Regions from separate parts of the Mus musculus genome. Here region 1 is linked to region 2. The links are chromatin contacts, called in public Hi-C maps. All regions are on one chromosome and are shown on one strand. The core of a region is the stretch at or near the end of the contact, and the rest is flanking DNA. Distances in the headings are between cores, read along the strand shown. Region 1 overlaps Rasgrp3 (RAS, guanyl releasing protein 3). Region 2 overlaps Ttc27 (tetratricopeptide repeat domain 27).

Evidence for each region. Hi-C and Micro-C count contacts between places; a contact is called where the count stands out from the background.
Region 1: a Hi-C map of bone marrow-derived macrophages shows a contact between it and region 2, with 13 read pairs. The contact joins two enhancer-like sites. A contact is called at or near these places in 1 of 15 datasets of contacts at CTCF or cohesin (large pre-B cells), 1 of 484 Hi-C or Micro-C datasets (bone marrow-derived macrophages), 2 of 115 datasets of contacts at active chromatin or transcription factors (bone marrow-derived macrophages and pancreatic cancer cells) and 1 of 9 other capture datasets (macrophages).

The regions. Positions count from the first base shown.
Region 1 is chr17:75,459,350-75,464,408 of GRCm38.p6, forward strand. The region is part of intron 1 of Rasgrp3 (RAS, guanyl releasing protein 3); the gene reads left to right. Among named protein-coding and RNA genes, the nearest start is that of Rasgrp3, 26 kb to the left of the region's middle. Within about 2 kb of position 2,487, at least 24 of the 459 cell types and tissues checked have an H3K27ac peak or open chromatin away from gene starts, as enhancers often do. A contact at or near this core is called in bone marrow-derived macrophages, where this site is marked.
Region 2 is chr17:74,805,873-74,811,323 of GRCm38.p6, forward strand. The region is part of intron 13 of Ttc27 (tetratricopeptide repeat domain 27); the gene reads left to right. Among named protein-coding and RNA genes, the nearest start is that of Ttc27, 91 kb to the left of the region's middle. Within about 2 kb of position 2,644, at least 29 of the 459 cell types and tissues checked have an H3K27ac peak or open chromatin away from gene starts, as enhancers often do. A contact at or near this core is called in bone marrow-derived macrophages, where this site is marked.

The DNA.
Region 1 (5,059 bases), core at 1,237-3,736, 650 kb after region 2:
AATATGTTAATGTATTAAAGTTTTCATAGTATACACATATTAACATATTATAATTGCTATCATAATTACTTCTACTTTGGTGTTCTATGTGTTTCTCTCTGTTCCCACAGAGCTATTCATCTTGAGAGCAGAGATTTTTGTCTCGTTTTGATGACCTTTAGTAGATTTGTGTGCAGAAGCTGTATTTCTGATCATTTTTTGACATAGCTTGTTCTGTGCAAGGGCAGTGAGGGGAACTAAAACCCTCAACTCTGAACACATAGAAAACAATTCTTTCTTTTTTAGAACAGGAACGTAGCTAGCACAACTCTTAAGAGGAGTTCTCTCTGATTGGGTACTTTCTTTGATTTCACACAGTTGAAAGGAAAGGAAGGAGGGGTAGAGAAAGAGGAGCAGGGGCAGTACCACTGCCCTGTGGGACAGTAGACCATGCAGGAAACTTAGTAAGGATGAGTGGGTCCGAGACCCCGGCACCCAGGCACCCACCTGATACAGTAGGCGTCTCCCTACTGCCTATTAGATTCCTGACCTGGAACACGTGCCACACCTTTCATATAGGAAACGTGACCTAAACAGAATTCTCTTCCTGCTAATGAGATATCTAGAGACCCTGAGGGTTTAGTCAATAAGCTTCCCTTCCCAGACATTCCATCCTTCAAAAGATATTTAATCTCTGGTCCACCCTGAGAAGGTGGTATGCACCCATTTCTCATGATGAACAATCAATAGACAGTTTGGAACCAAGGACTGTCTCTTCCATTGAAACCACCATGGGAAGCATGAGGAAGACCTTTCTTTTCCTACAGAGCAGCAACCTAAGTCTCCCACAGAAGGCCCCCAGACAACTGCCACCAAGCTAAGGACAATCACAAATGGACTAAGCTGGAGTTCCCCATTAACCCATCCTAGCCTTGTTGCGGCCTGTGTACCCCCAGGAATTCATTCCTGATTCCTTTGTATGGCACCCCAGTGGCAACTGGATACCCGGGTGGTCAGGGAACCCCAGCTTCAGCCTCCCACATCCTGAGCTGCATTTTCCTACCCCCCCTGAGCAGTGTCTCTATACTTCCCTAAAGCCCAGTACCCAAAGGCAGTGGTGCAGGGTAAACACAGTCAACATCTTTGTGTTTTGTCCACCCAGCAGTGTTTCTCACACCCCAGTAGTGGGGCAAAACTTGGATCCACAACTGGTGCCCAACATGGGGCACAAACCCATGACCCTGAGATTAAGCATCTCATGTGCTACCAACTGAGCTAGCTGGGTATCATTGCATACCCTGCAAACCCTCAAGATCTTTAGATAAAGAATGAAGCTAAAAGAAAAACTGAGACGGTTTCCAAAAATGGGTGGGGGGGGGATGGAGAGGAGCAATGCTGAACCTAAAGTCCCTGCAAGGATAGGGAAATAGGGGTGGGTTTAAGGCACATGCATGTTAGTGTCAGTGCCTCAAGCCAACAGTAGGTGGTGTGTTACCAAGGCAGAACAGCCTGTGTGGAGTCTGGCACAAGTCGGGGAGTAGCCCGAAAGACAGTGCTTTCTGTTCGAAGATCTGCGATGGGACATTTGAGAATCTCTCTATAAGGGGGTCCCTTGTGTAGGCGCAAAGCCCAAGAAGGAGTCTTAGAAGTGGAATCTGGGGTGCTCAGGCCAGACCACTGTTTTCTCCTTTTCCGTGCCCATGCAACCTGCTGCTTCCATCACTTCTAGCAAGTTCCTGCCAAGTATTCTGCTTCGGGATTGCAAGTGAGAGACTTGAGAAGTATCCAGCTTTGTTAATGAACTCTGAGGGTTTCCTCATCTTTATCTTTTTTAAATCCCTTTTTCTTGCCAATGGCTTTCTCCTCATTGGGTAAATACCGAGTGCACATAAGTATCTTCTAGACGACTTCCCCTCCCTGTACTTTTGTTTCATTCATTCATTTGGTCATTCATTTATTTTTGAGACAAATGCCATGTATCCTAGACTGGCCTTGAACTCCTCATGTAGCCAAAGATAGCCTTGAACTTCTGTGTCTCCTACTGCAACCTCCCAAGTGCTAAGATTACAGGCATGATCAAGTTCAGGCAAGCAGTCTACCAACTGAGCCACATCCTCAGCCCCAGTTTACCCTGTTACCTTTAAAAAGATTGTGTACAAACAATAAGAGAAATGGGCTGAGGGCCCTATGTGAATTTAACTCTCAGAGACAATCAGAAAACAGTCTTAAAATTTTTGGTATTTGTTTTGAGTTTTCTCCTATGTTCACATATATATTCCTGGGAAATGAGATTATTCTGAAGAAACTTTTACTCAATACCAAGTATTTCCCAGGTCAATAATAAATGTGAACATTATTTATTTTTTTATTATTTATTTTTATTATTATGTATTATTTATTTATTATTGCATAGCAATAGTGCTGTGAAGGGATTGTCACTGATACAGCCCTGTTGGGCACTCAGAGGTTAAAGGGTACCCTAAGAAATAACCACATAGTTATGCAATCCATAGTCTTTCCTTTGAATATAATTTTAGAACAGGAACTGGTGAGTGAAAGGAAAATCACATTGTAAAGAGTGTTGGCTTCAAATTACAAAATTAGCTTCCTCACATGGTGTACCAGCTACATCCTCCCCTTCCTCTCCCCCTTCCCCCTCCTCCTCCTGTTCCTCCTCCCTATCCTTCTCTCCAGACAGTGTTTCTCTGTATAGCCCTGGCTGTCTTGGAACTTGCTCAGTAGACAATACTGGCATTGGCCTTAAACTCAGATATCTGCCTCTGCCTCCTGAGTGCTGGGGTTAAAGGAGTGCGCCACCCCCACTGGGCTTATCCATATTCTTGAGAGAACACTGGAGAAGTTTCTGTTTTCTAAACACCTTCTAACATTGGGAATTATTATTATTATTTTTTGTCAAGTTTGTCAAGTGATATCTTATTTTTATTTAATTTGCCCTTTGTAAGGAAGATGAATTTTTTCACATGCATATTGGTCATTTTGGCTTCTGCTCTTGTGAAATATTTATTGTTATCCTCTGCCCAGCTACTACTTGTCAATACTGTTTTATATTAAAGGTATCCATCACTTATCTGTATGCTTCTCTTCTTTTATCTCATTTTGACATTTGTGATTTTACTTTGGCTATGATGGAGTAATAGTTTATACACAAAAATTATCTTACCATTTAAATATTTAAATTCTTCATCATGGTTTAGGGTTTTATGAACAGAGTTGAAATCTTTTCATGATGATAAAAGTATTTAATCATGATTAAAATAATTTTAAGGTTATGAAAACAATTGTTTTATGCCTGAAATCAGCAGAGAGAAAGAAAGAGAAACAGAGAGAGTGAAAGAGAGAGAAAGAACAAAAGGGGGATTGTGGCAAATAGTCCCCGTCAAGGTTCTAGTAGTTTCTGGACACATAGAAATGCCTAATGCCTAAGATACCACCATGGCCCCTAAGAGGCTTCAATCATAGGTAAAATGTAAGAGACATTGAGGTCATAAATGGGGATTTTAGAGGCAAGTCACTCAGCATGCATGAAACATATTATAAACAGGAATGGAAGAGAAAGGGTTTTCACATTTAAGGGTAGGTAGTTTATGTAGAAAGGCTGAAGGAAGCTGCAGCAAGACTTCATGGAAGCCACAGGACATTTTTGGCACCACATATTCAGTTGCATCAAATATAGCCAAAAGTTAAGTAAGATAGGAGAAAAAAAAATGTCATACAGCCATGTGGAGTAAGCAGTATCTGTGACGCAGGAGAAGCTAGTCCTCAAGTAGACTGAGCCTTTAATGAGATTTGAGACAGGAAGACAGGTATTTCTCCAGAAACTTAATTGTAAAGAAAAACTGAGCTGTGATAGTAAGAGCAACGAATCAGAGAGATCGTGGTTAAGACACAGGAGCAAGTGGAAACAGCTAGATGGTGAGACAGGTGTGCTGAGAGGGAGACAGGTGTGCTGAGAGGGAGACAGGTGTGCTGAGAGGGAGACAGGTGTGCTGAGAGGGAGACAGGTGTGCTGAGAGGGAGACAGGTGTGCTGAGTGGGAGACAGATGTGCTGAGTGGGAGACAGATGTGCTGAGAGGGAGACAGATGTGCTGAGAGGGAGACAGGAGTGCTGAGAGGGAAACAGGTGTGCTGAGAGGGAGACAGGTGTGCTGAGAGGGAGACAGGTGTGCTGAGAGGGAGACAAGAGTGCTGAGAGGGAAACAGGTGTGCTGAGAGGGAGACAGGTGAGCTGAAAGGGAGACAGGTGTTAGGACCTAGAACAGGTGCAATACACAGGGGAAATCACAGGTGGGCGGGGAGTCAGAAAGAGGCAAGACTTTGGAGTTGATGAAAATGGTGGGCACCTGTAGGTAAGTTGGTTAGAAAAGTGCTCTTTCCCTTGCAAGGTTGGAAGATGATGTCATTATCGTCAGTCACCTGACTAGACCCAGAGTAGAAAGGGACAATGCCTTGTTCTCTGTGTTGACATTTTGCCTCATAAGTACCATTGGGTCTGCCCTTGGCTGCAAGTAGAATTGGCAAAGAATCTCTGTATTGTTTTCTTTGTTGGTCACCGAACAGTTTCCAGAAGGTTCTCTTTCCTTGACCTTGTGGTACATAATGGATTATCAGAATAATTGACCTAGTTGGTTGCAGATGAAGTGACTGATATCTGCCCTTGGGTCCAGAAGTTTCTGTTACTGTAAACATGGAGTATAAATAAGTCAGAAGAGTACTTCAAGTGATTAGCAGGCTTCCTTTTCTGTTTGGGAGTGGAGACTGAGTCATCTCCACAGGAGCGCAAAGTCTCTGGAGGTGACCCATCTCAGCGCACTGCATCCTCGGATCTGGAGTTCATTTCTATTGTTCACTTTAAACTCTCACTGCTAGGTCTTGATATTTCCAATGTTTTCCATGCACACACTGACTTTCACAACTAAGTAAAAAAAAAAATTAGGCCTGGGAAATCTATCCTCTTCCTCTTCTTCCCCCCCTCCTCTTCTATTATACAGGGGGAGATTTCTGGTTTAATTTTCACTACCAATAATTATAAGATGAAGCCCAGTTTGGAAGATTAGCCAT
Region 2 (5,451 bases), core at 1,394-3,893:
GGATTGACATTGTTTTAATTCCTTAATTCAAGATTTTAATTCTACTTTGGACTGGGGGGCAGCTAAGGGGAGCGAGGGGAGGGAAGCAGACAAGCTCACAACTGCCTGTAGCTCCAACCCCTGCAGATCAGCGCCCTCTTCAGGCCTCCAGCAGCACCTGCACTCATGTGCACAAACACTCAGATACACATATACAGAACCTAAAAAAGTAAAAGTAAATCGTTTGTTTGTTTGTTTGTTTTGTTTTTTTCGAGACAGAGTTTCTCTGTATAGCCCTGGCTGTCCTGGAATTCACTTTTTAGACCAGGCTGGCCTCCAACTCAGAATTCTATCTGCCTGCCTCTACCTCCTGAGTGCTGGGATTAAAGGTGTGCACCACCACGCCCGGCTGTTTTTGTTTTTGTTTTTTTTTTTTTAAATAAATCTTAAAAGGAAAAGAAGGGTATATCCAAATGTAACTTGCAGCTATGAGGTGAGGATCTTTTCTTTTTTGTTTTTCTCTAGCATTTCACTTTTTATATAGGGCAAATGAAAATGAGCAAAATTAGTTTTAATAGATTAATTTGTTGTAATAGTGTAGGGTTTTGATCTATTCAAACATTCTGGATAAAAGGTATTAAAATTCTGGATAAAATTCCATCTGTCATGGGACAAATCTAACATTTCTAAGTGCTGCTATAAATTCATGTATGCTAGACAGATATTGACGATGAAGTTACTTGTTTTAGAGGACACAAATTGCACACAATAAGATGCCATTTTGCTTCATGTATTTCCTGGTAAGCGGCTTCTGTGTTGTTGCTAATAGTGGTGGTGGCAGTATGATGAGATACTGACTCACTTTGTCTCCCAAAATGGTCCAGAATTCACAGTCCTCTTGCCTCGGCCTCCTGAGTCCTGGATTATATTTGAACCAACATACTTGATAGATATTTGATTTGGGGTTTTTAAATACAGTAGTCTTTAAATCCCCCAACATGATAAAATCAACAACTGCTAAATAGTTAATAGATATGCTTTTTAAAAATCATCAATTTGAAATTGTTTTAGTATTCTTTGTCTTTTCGGAAAGGTGGTTGCTTGGATAGGTGGTTACGTAGTTATGTGACTAAACAGTATCAATGGCCTGCCATAGAGCAGGTGCAGATGTGGCATGCATTAGCTGGGCCAGCCTATGAGCAGAGAGCAAAGAGCTTGTGCTGGAAAAGAACAAAAGGAGAACCAGTTTGTGAACCACTTAAGGCCCTGCTTTAGGGTTATCTAACTCTACGGGTAGGGGACTCTATTGTGATTTTGTGTAAATGACGGCACACATAGTATTGTTGAAAGTTTAACTGTGACTTCAGCTGTGAGCAGGAGCAGGAAGGAGCAGGAAGGAGCAGGAGCAGGAAGGAGCAAGAATAGGTTGAGGTTTGCTACAAAGGAAAATTTTCGAGTTTACCCTTGGATTGGCATGATTGAAGGAAGCCTTGGAACCAGTGTGAATGCCAGATGCTGTGTGTGTATGTGTGTCTGTGTCTGTGTCTGTGTCTGTGTCTGTGTCTGTGTCTGTGTCTGTGTGTAGTACAGGGGGATTGAACCCGAGTGTTGGCACATGGCAACTATACATTATACTACGCAGCAACATCTCCTGACTCAGATGTCTCTTAAATTAGCCACAGGAAATTCAGGAAGAAGGGAAAGTACCTTTTTGCAGGAGATGTGATATGGTTTTGGGTGTTAAATAGGAGGTGACGGTGCTGTGTTAAAGCAAAGATAGCTGACAGTCCCTTAGAGCTAAAAGCCTGAGTGAAAAGCCATTGTATAGAGCATGCAGATGCTGCTCCTCGGACTTAAATTGAAACTGCAGTAGTAAGCAAATGTCTTAGAGAACATTGTACCAGCTTAGAATATGAGACCGAGCCCTGTACTCTGGACATCTCCAGTGACTGGAGGAAGGTAGGAGAAGGACACTGCCAGAAATACAAATGAAATGGAATATACTCGGGTCAACACAGCACATTGGCCAGAGGGGAAAGAACTAAGGGAAGGGATCATAGAAATGAAACTATCAGGGTGATGCCAAATGCTATAACATTCATAGAAAGCCAAGAACTGGTCCCTGGCTTGAAGCCTGCTGGTGACGATCAAAAACAGACTCTGAGGACTGAAGAGTGGGTGCGGTGAGACAGCAGATTACTATCAGTAACCTGCTTCCTAGGGAGATGGTGGTCAAATGCAGTGCTGAACCGAGAATAGACAGCTAAGTAAAGAGATACTAGACGGCCTTGTTTTATTGCAGGCAGAAGTGAAACACTGGTGGACAAAGGTGAAGGGAAGCCAGTGGCAGTGCTGAGTGGTAGGGGGCAGTCAACGGGACTAATGCTTTCCTGAGACTGGAGCTTTTTAAAGCACTGATGATCTAAGCTAGGATGTAACGTGGATTCCTTTAGCAGTATTGAGAGATGCAAAAGCTTGTTAAGATGCAGGCTTGCAATCCTTTGTTTTTTGTGTGTCAGTGGGGAGAGGAGAGGTGTGAGTCCCCTGTGAGCAGTGGTAGAATAAATGGGCAGTGTGCTTTTGCTGCCTAGAGGCGAATGAAGCAACAATGGATGGTCAGGAAAGGCCTGATGGAGAAGTGATTTTCACTGAGCACTTAAAGAAGGGTTAGATTCACAGAAGTGAAACTGGGGGCATGTCTTCTGGGAATAATATATTCTGCATGTGCAAACACCAGTCATTTAGAAAGCAAAGATTCTTGGTGACTGTAGAGTTCTGACTTTATTCTATTCTATCCTAATAGTAACACAGCAAGGAGTTTTACATATGACCAGGCTTCAGGTACTGACTTTTAAGCACTCTGTAGATACTCTTAGCCAGCGGCACAATCACCAAGATCCTTAATGTTTTTACTAACTTTATAGATGAAGAATTAGAAGTGTCAGTTTGTACCAGCCGCTGTAGTTGATGAAGACAGGAGTTGATATTCAGCCTGGACATTTGCCCTAGCTTCAGAGCTCTTAACTTCTCGGTTTGACCTCTGTAGGAGATTGTGGAGGACACAGTGCCATATTGGCCAAGGCCAAGTCTAGAGCGTCCTGAATACCTTCAGCTGTTAGCGTAGACGTTGTTTCCCGTCAACAAAGAGTCACTGGGCTATTGGAAGAAGCAGAATAAAGTTGTAAGATTGGAGCTGTCTGGCACAGGGTGCCCAGTGAATCTCCTGAGCTCTCCCTGTGAGTCAGACCTTTGAATCATGGTTCATCCCAAGGCCTGGGCCATACTCACCCTTATGTACAGGGCAAATGTTGCCTGTCCTTTTAGTGGTTTTTGTTTTGAGGCAGGATCTTACTGTGTAGGCTAGGTTGGCTTTGAGCTTGTCATTTTTCTGCTTCAGCCTCCCTAACACTGGGTTTATGGCATGTGACACTATGCCTGACTCATTTTAGTTTTTGAAAGGATAAAGTATCTACATTTGAAATGTGACCCAATAATTTCTGTCGTAAAGTTATTACTTGTGGTAGAAAATTCAAGGAGGTTGGTGTTCCCTTTTCAAAGAGCAGACAGGATGGACATATGTGAATAATATGTACAGAAAAAAAAGAGTCTTTTTCTTTCTTTCTCATATTGGCTAGCAATAAAAAAAAGAAAGGAAGGAAGGAAAAAAAAAAGAAAGGAAGGAAGGGAAAAAAAAGAAAGAAACTCCTAAGGCTTAATTTTACAGCTGCCAAGAACCCTGTGGTAGCGTCTGGGCCGTGATAGAGTGGGGAAGGTGGAAACCCTGCCTGATGCCTGCTTGGTTCTGAGACCTAGGAACCCCAGAGGCATGGCACAGGCCGGTCTGTTCTGTGCCTGCATAAGGTGGAAAGCCGAGTCTGCAATCACTCCACTGCTCGGAAAAGCAGAGCCAGCATACGTATGGGCTAGCTCAGTTCTGGTGCAGTCAGCTCTCTGCAGCAAACGTGCAACTGTCTCTCCCGCCTGTTGCTCTGCAAGGTGATGAGAGAAATCACTCTTGCCCGTTATCTGTAGCCAACAGGGAGATAAACCTTCTGGGAAGGTCTCGGGAGCAGATGACTTACGTGGTGTAAGTTTTCTGGAAAGAAGAGGCAAATAACAGAATAGCTGTAAACATCCAAACAAGAAACAGCATTAAACAACCAATAGTAGAATTCTTTTACAACAGTAAAAGGAAAATTAAGGAAACTATCCCCTTAGGGAGACAGTAAAACTGACAGGTTAAAGAGTGTTCTCCTTCAGTGAGGGGAATATTAGAGTGCAAGTATGGTGATGCACGACTTAAGAGCATGGAGCATGTCTTGGGGAAAGCCACTACCAAACAGAGGTGGCAGTGATCTTGGATTTGGCCTAAGGGTATTTCCTGTTTGTTGAACTATATTCAACAGCTTGTTTTCATTTGTGCCATGAGACTGAGGTAGGGAAGAAGGCACAGGATAGAGAACGGGGCGTGCCTTTAGGGCTAGATTATGTTAACCTTTAGTTCATGTGACAGACAGACGCCAACCAGTTGGTCCCGAAGGGACATAGCAGAAATTGTGAACTTGTTTATTCATGTGGACAGCGCCCCATTCCCACCCCCAAGCCCCCCAGTCCCTTAGGAAGAAGGAACTCTGGGTAGCAAGTCAGAAAACTGGCGAGGCAGTGGTGGTGCACGCCTTTAATCCCAGCACTTGGGAGGCAGAGGCAGGCAGATCTCTGAGTTCAAGGTCAGCCTGGTCTACAGAGTGAGTTCCAGGACAGCCGGGACTACACAGAGAAACTCTGTCTTGAAAACAAAACAAAACAAAACAAAAGGAAATTGTGATATCCAAGCAAGTGGTATTTCTGTCTGTTTCCTTCGTGCTGTAAAGTTATCTTTTTAGTCATAAAAGTAATTTTACTCATTCTCTAGTGGCCTTAGATGGCTAATTTCTATTTTTGGTGTTGAAGTTTATAAAGTGCTGTAATTGCTCTCCTCACTACCCAACACTGCACTCCAGAAACTAGTAATCATGAAGCTTTGAGTAAACTTCCTCTATAGACCATGTTTTTCTCTTGGCCTCTTTTGAATTGATTTCTAAGGCCTCTAATTGAATAGACTCCCTTTATATCTCTTCAAATCTGCTGATTCCAAATACTGTCTTGTATGACCAATGTATTTATCCCACCACTAGATGGCACCAGTGTACCTCAGAACCCTATCACTTCTGGGGAGTCCCAGAGCCTTGGAATTATAGCCTGGTTTAACACCCCCCCCCCCTTAACATCCAGGAACTGAGTCTCTGAGGTTGCGTATTACAGCTGAAGCCACGCAGGTGCTCAGAGTCTCCTGAGTCAGCCATCGTCTGCTCACTTCTGTTATACTCTCTCTGATGCTAGGGGGCCATATTCCAGCCACTTGTGGTTTTGTTTTTGTTTTTTGTTTTAAGTTATTTAAAATATTTAAGCAATCATTATTTAAATACAGGCATC